Linked DNA regions of Mus musculus: region 2 is linked to region 1. A link is a contact called in public HiChIP or PLAC-seq data. All regions are on one chromosome and are shown on one strand. Each heading gives the region's core, a stretch centred on a gene start, on an enhancer-like site or on the middle of the called end of the contact. The rest is flanking DNA. Distances are from core to core; before and after follow the strand shown. Region 1 holds the start of Kank2 (KN motif and ankyrin repeat domains 2). Region 2 holds the start of Anln (anillin, actin binding protein).

Region 1 (3,568 bases), core at 957-3,456:
TTCTGGTCAGGGAAAGCAAAATGGCTAAGTGATTAAAGGTGCTTGCAGCCAAGCTTGAATACCTGGGTTTGAGTCCCCAGAAACCACAACCACATGGTAGAAGGGAAGATTCGGTTCTAGTAAGTTATCTTCTGATGTCTACACACACACACACACACAGAGAGAGAGAGAGAGAGAGAGAGAGAGAGAGCAAAAATAAATGTGATTTCTTTAAAAGAAAAAGATCAAATCGGGCTGGACAGAAGAAAGGCCACACAGATTCTTGGAAGGGTTTTCTGATGCTGGATGAAGCTGTTGGGGTGGACTGTGGAGCTGGGGTCCTGGGGCCTGCTAACCTGCCTTCTGCCCCCAGGAGCTCCATGAACAGATCAAGTTTCAGGAAGGCTGACCTCTGACAAGGCTAAGAGCCACACCCAGAAGACCAGCACCCACACCTCAGCTGCCTGTGCCTTTCTGGAGTTATAGCTGCCCCGAGTCGAAGTCCTAGGAGATGAGCCCCCTGTCTGTCTGCACTGATGGATTCTAAATTTTGTTTTTGTTTGTTTTTAATTTAAAGTGAGTTTTATATACAACCTGTGTGGTGTGCTGACAGTTGACATGGCCCCTGCCCTGGGGGCAGTGACGTTCATTCAGTGGGAGAAGAGAACACACTCACATTGTAACATGGCCATGGGAAAGAGTGTTTCCTGTGTGCGAGGTCACGTGTGTCCACCTGTGGTGAGGGTTTGCGTGTGCAAGCGTGTGATGTACGAGTATTCCTCAGTCTCTCCACTTTTTGTTTTGTGTTTACTTTGCTTCCCAGCCTGGCCTTGAACTCACAAAGACCCATCCACCTCAGCCTCAGCCTTTTCTACTAAGTGCTGGGATTAAATGGTTTATCATTTTTAATTGTATTTTTTTCTCCTCTTTCTCTCTTTCTGTCTGTCTGTATGTTTGTGGGTGCATGGGTGCCATGACACACATGTGGAGTCAGAGGACAGTTTGCAGAACTCAGTTCTCCCCTTCCACTGTATAGATCGCAGGCATTGAGCTTTCAGGCTTGCAGCAGGCACCTTCGTCTTGACATCTGACGAGCCTCCCCTTGGTCATCCACTTATTTTTTGAGACAGGTCTCATTGAACCTGGAGTTCATAGATGCAGCTAGGTTCACTGGCTGGTAAGCCCCAGCCATAGAGATCTGCCCAGCCCCCAGAATTCGGCTTACAGGTAAACTTGTGGGCCCAACTCTTATGTAGATGCTGGAGTTCGAACTCAGATCCTAGTTCACACCGGCAGGCAGTTTACCCACTGAGACATCCACCTGTCACGTGTGCTAAGCAGAGGCTTCCAGGAAGCTATATTTTTCCTCTTTCCTCCCCTTCCCTTCCTCTCTCTTTCTTTCTTTCTTCCTTTCTTTCTTTCCTGTTGTTTTGTCTTTAGTTTGTTTATTTTGAGACAGTCTCTCCTGGCTCAGAATTACTGGAGTAGAAGGTGACCTCTCTAGTACTTGATCGCCCTGGCTCCACATCTTTCATGTGCTGGGACTACAGGTGTGCAGTCCCGCTGTGAGAGTGGCTTCAGAAAGTCCAGTGCAAACAGAAGTTCATCTCTGGACTAGGGTGTAGTTTAGAGGCAGAGTGATTAGCATTCAGAGTCCTGGGGTCCATCCCCAACCTCACAAAATCAATAAACCACGCCCTGTGATTTGTGTCAGCCCAAGAGTAGTATGAAGGGAATTTTCTGAACACACTTAACAGATGGGTCATGTGATTGACCCCATTTTGCTGATGGGGAAACTGAGGCACAACTTCAATTTCAGGAGATTGGGGTGTGGGTGCTGCAATCTTAGAGTTTGGGTCGGCGGTCACGCCATGGTGCACCCGGCCTGCAGCTGGAAGACTTCCAGCTGCTGGCGGCCAACGGGGGAGGGGTGACCTCCAGTCGCCGCTACCGCACCCGCCCTCGAGCTGGGCTGCGGCCAGCTCCGCCCCCTGCAGCGTCCAGCTGCGAAGGGCGGGCACCAGGCTTGGAGAAGCGGGGACCCTGTCCGGAGGGCTGGTGGCCAGGAGCCGACTGAGACCCTAGGACGTGCTCAGGCCGCAGCGAGAGCGCGTGCACCCCCACGACCACCCTTCAACTTCGCCCCCAGGCCCCGCGGCCGAGGCGCCCGGGAGACTGGAGGGGCGTGGCTTTCTGGTGGGGGCGTGGCTACCGCGCTGGCTCCGCAAGCTTGCGGCGACTGAGGCGGAGCGGGCAGGACGCCTGGGACGGCGGAGGCTCGAGCGTGCCAGGCGAGTGGGACGGAGGGCTGATCGGGGTGGCGTGGGGTCCGGGCTACTCTAGGGGCACTATCAGGATTTCTAACCCACCTCCAACCCGAGGCTACAAGCTCGCACACTCTCTCTTAGCTGGTCCCTCTCAAGTCTTAACATCTGCGCCCAAACTTTGCAAACCGGAGCGTCTGGGTCCCCGCGCTCCTCTCCCCTCCCCAGCCCTGACCTGGGCCCTGCTTCCCTTGCCCCTAGCCCACCTCTATGCCTTTATCATTCCCTGCCTCTCTTCCTCTGCTCCGCCACTCTCGTCTAGCTCTGTCCCCTAACCTTCCCAGGTCCCCGCTCTCGCAGCTCCGGGTGGCCGGACCAGGCCCCTCAGCGGCGGGAAGGCATCCGGGCGTCCGGCCGGGCTGGGCCTGGCTGCTGGGCGGGTGTGGGGATCAGCAGATGTTTGCCATTAGACTGGGACCCCGCAGGCCCCGCCCCCTCCCCGCCCGGGGCGGGGTCCTCCTCACCCCCAACTTTAGGGGCGGAGGGAGCGCGGCAGGAAAACCCCCAGATCCCAGATTCACCCAGGCTGGTGGTGGGGGGGGGTGCACTCTGGGGAGACCCTGTGGCCCTTTCCTGGAAACTCCCACCTGTTGATTCTTCCAGCCTCCTTCCGCCTCTCTCATCCCGGGATCTTGTGGAGAGAGGGGCCTCCTCCGACTCCCGCCACGGAGTTACCAGCCTGAGGTTAGATAACGAGACCCGTAGACCTCCATCGCTCCATCTGGAGAGTAAGATGTATAGGGTCTAGGGGTGCTTTGGGCGAATCTGCCCCGTTTTAGGTTCAAGTCAGAGATCTGCCTGCCTCCGCCTCCCAAGTGCTGGGATTAAAGGCATGTGAGGCTACACTCAGCTTGCAAGATCTTTTTCCAAAAACATAAGCATGGCTGGGGATGGAGAACGTGGGCCTAGCATGTATGAAACCGGGGGTTCCACCCCAGAATGTATGGTGTGGTGTGGTGTAGCCAGCCACGCCAGCACTTATGAGGTGCAGGCTGGAGGATCAGGATTTCAGGGTCATCCCCAGCCACATAGTGAGTTTGAGGCCAGCCTGGGCTACAGGAAACTGCCTTAAATAACCAAACAAAACGGTGTGGTAATTATTCATTATTCATTCCACCTCAGTGCCCCTAGCCCAGGCTACCCCAATTCTGCTCCCTACTTCTGTGTCTCTCTTAAGTCCTCAGAAAATATTTTGGACTAACTTCCTGTCCTTGGAGGTTCTGAGGCTCCAGGCAGATGCAGAGCCAATTTTATCTACAACTGGT
Region 2 (3,314 bases), core at 739-3,238, 590 kb before region 1:
TCTATCTATCTATCTATCTATTTATTTATTTATTATATGTAAGTACACTGTAGCTATCTTCAGGCGCACCAGAGAGGGCATCAGATCTCATTATGGGTGGTTGTGAGCCACCATGTGGTTGCTGGGATTTGAACTTTGAACCTTTGGAAGAGTAGTCGGGTGCTCTTACCCACTGAGCCATCTCACCAGCCTGATTTTTTTTTTTTAAATGAGAAAAGTTATTCCAGCTTATAAGCTTAAGAAAGAACTGCTATGGGTCAGAGACTCACACAGAAATGTTAGGAGACAACTGCAGTGGTCTAGGGGTGTGCTCTTGAATCTGTAGCATGGCTTCTGGGATAGACCAGCTTCATACATGGGAGCTATTGTACTGGTGGGTGCTGCTATCCTTATTACCACTATGATCAAGACATTAATGAAAGGTCAACGCTACAGGGCGTGGTAGTAGGAAAAAAAACCTACAAGTTTAGAGTAGCAATACTGCTTTATCCATGCTAGCTAGAATCAAATTGTTTACAATGAAACCAAGGATTACAGAGGCAACAGCCCGAAGGCACAACGGCTACATAAATTTCCAATGACTCATTCCCAAGACTGACCTACACAGCCACACCCCAAGTACCCACACCCCTTTTCCTGTTCAGTGCTTGAAAAAAAATTCAGGCATCCGTTCCCTTTGGTTTATAGGTAGCAAATTCTAACAACCCCACACACCACACACTTAAACAAAGCTCCTTCCATTTTCTATCATTTCACAGCTCCAAGGCACCAAGGAAATTTATTATTCTTGTTATACTGTGGTCCCAAGGATCTGAATTCTTAGAAGTTGCTCTTAAAGAAGTTCTTATTCCATGCCCCAAATTCAGTTTATTACAATCTATACATTTTTAAATTCTTTATTACTTAGAAAAACATCATTAATTTATTTCCTGTGTGTGTGTGTGCAGGTCAGAGGACAATTTGCTGGAACTGGTTCTGGGTCTAGAATTCAGGTCCCAAGACTTGGTAGCAAGCGCCCTCATAGCTAGCATGTGCTCTGTCGCTGGCCCCAAGCTTCCTATTTTTATTTAGCTTTGATTCTGGACTTGACCCTTCAACACTTTCAGTTTTTCTGTTCAATAAGCACAGTTGATCCTGTTATGGACTCATTTAGGACACAGAGACTCAACCATAAACCTTGCTACCATACATCTGTTTTACACAATCTCGTAAGGACTTTAGCTCTCACAGCACCAACCTAGGCACAGAGATTTTGGTGCTTTGTCGACCTTTTGACGTATAAAGGCAAACAGTTCTACTACCAGAGGTTTGGCAACCCATCTTTTTAGACACATTCTTGGAAAGCCTAGCAGAATGTCAAATGGTAAGACACTGTGAGGGTCTCCAAAAGACCCTCCCAGGAAGAGGAAAAGGAAAGTCAGATTAAAAGTTACTCGTGCAATAGTTTGTCCTGCTTTCTGCCTGTTAAACGGGAACTTTTATTAAATATGGACTTTCCGATTGTCCCTTCTCTCAAAGTGTTCTCACTGCTGGCTTTGGGTAGTTGACTGGGATTTAAAACCGAAGGGTCTGTTACTGTCATCTCTTTTCCCCACCAAACAAAGAACTAGTCACTGGCTGAGAGTGTGGGGACCCGCCAGAGTGGTCTCTCAGGAGGTCAAGCTGGCTGTCTAGTCCCACTTCTGGTGGCAGGATCAGGCCCAAAGGCCAGAGGGCCGGACCGGGTTCGTAAGGCCCACGGAGGAAGAAGGCAGGGCGGCGGGAGCTGACAGAGTCAGGAAGGGACCCGCTACGGCGTGCGTGGGTGCGTGCGGGATGGCAGGGCCCTCTCCCTAGGCAGTTCAACGGCAGAACCGTCTCCACCCAAGCGGAGGAGAGAGAGCAGTGCTCGCAGCTCCGGACCAGTCCCAACTTGGCCGCATCACGTGACCTAGCTCAGGGGCGGGGGCAAGCGGCCCGCCCGGCCCCGCCCACCCCGCGCGCATGCGTGTCGTCCGGGGCGCTGAAATTCAAATTTTGAACGGCCGTGGTAGCCTACCGACTCCGTGGGTGCGGAGGGCAGAGCCGACTGGGTGTGAGAGCGCCCGCCGCCTCGACTGCAGTCCTCCTCCAGGAGCTGCGCCGAGCCTGCACTCACTTCTTTCCTCTTCCTGAGTTTGAACCGTCGGACCCACCGTCTAGCCGTCCACTGGTGAGGCCTGGGGCGATGGACCCGTTTACCGAGGTGAGAGACTCTGCGGGCGCTGTGAACCATGACCCCTGCCGACTCCGGGACCCCCGCCCGCGCTGTCAGCCTGCGGCCAGCGTGGCGCGTGCGCACAGCGAGCGTGCAGCCGGACGGAAGCCGCGGGGTCGCAGCCGCCCCGGCTTCGCTGCTCCGTCCCTGGCTCTGGGGAAGGCAGGGCCTCAAAAACCCCATGCAAACCCCGAGCTCTGTAGTCGTTTAGCCTTCCTCCACTCCCCCAAGTGCTGGCTCGGGGTGTGAGCGCCTGGGCGCTCTGGCTTGAGCCTGCCCCCCCGGCTCCCGGGACTTAAAGCACGCTTCCCTCCATCCTTCATCCGTCTTGCTGTGACCCGGGAGAGTGCCGCTCAGGGGCCTAGTGGGACAAGCCCTGCCCTAAAGCTGGAATAGTTGGCAGGGTGGAGTCGGCCCAGTGACTCGTACTGTGTGCTTGGAATCTGATGGAAGTGATAAAGGACTTCACAGGCCCAGAGGAGCTTGAGCGCTTAAGAATCCTGTGATGAAACCACCGAAGTCTAAATGAGCAGGTGCTTTAGCCTGGCGTCCTTCATAAGTCACGGCTCTACTAACTTTAGAAAGAAAGTCTCATGCACAGGGTTGATACTGGTTGAAAGGAAACAGGGCTTATAGTTACCTCAGCGTGTACAAAACAAAATTATAAGTGTATGCTGTAGGGTTGGTACACCTCAGTGTTTATGTAGCGTATCATTTCAACAATGCTTTCCTCATCTCTTCCTTGGAAATAAGGTCTAGATTCCGTTGTTAATCTTATTATTTATGCCTAGTTTTAGCTTCACGTTGCAGCTGTACACCGACATTCAGGATTGCGTGTTGCTGTTGGCCCATTCTTTTATTGCAGGACAGTTCCTCTTTTTCTTTTGCTTCAAGCTGTTCTTTAAATTTCAAGACTTGTGAGTTTTGTAAAGTGGGCATACAGTGTTTCTGTACTACATTGAAAAATGTCGTAGAGGATAGTAATAATTTATTTTGGGTAGTGTAGTTAACAATTCCATAAGCTAAGCCCAAGATACTAGTTAAGGATTTCAACAATTAAAGATTTCAACTTGACAGT

What was found. HiChIP or PLAC-seq counts read pairs in DNA pulled down with a chosen protein or histone mark.
Region 2: an HNF4G HiChIP or PLAC-seq map of pancreatic cancer cells shows a contact between it and region 1. The contact joins the promoter of Anln here to the promoter of Kank2 in region 1. A contact is called at or near these places in 1 of 39 promoter capture datasets (pre-B cells) and 1 of 115 datasets of contacts at active chromatin or transcription factors (pancreatic cancer cells).

The regions. Positions count from the first base shown.
Region 1 is chr9:21,797,184-21,800,751 of GRCm38.p6, reverse strand. Kank2 (KN motif and ankyrin repeat domains 2) reads left to right here and starts at 2,206. Exons shown (of 12, transcript NM_145611.4): 1 at 2,206-2,270. It overlaps Dock6 (dedicator of cytokinesis 6), which reads left to right. Exons shown (of 50, transcript NM_177030.3): 50 at 353-572. The coding sequence ends at 395.
Region 2 is chr9:22,387,880-22,391,193 of GRCm38.p6, reverse strand. Anln (anillin, actin binding protein) reads left to right here and starts at 1,988. Exons shown (of 24, transcript NM_028390.3): 1 at 1,988-2,224. The coding sequence starts at 2,207. It also overlaps a transcript of 9530077C05Rik not described here.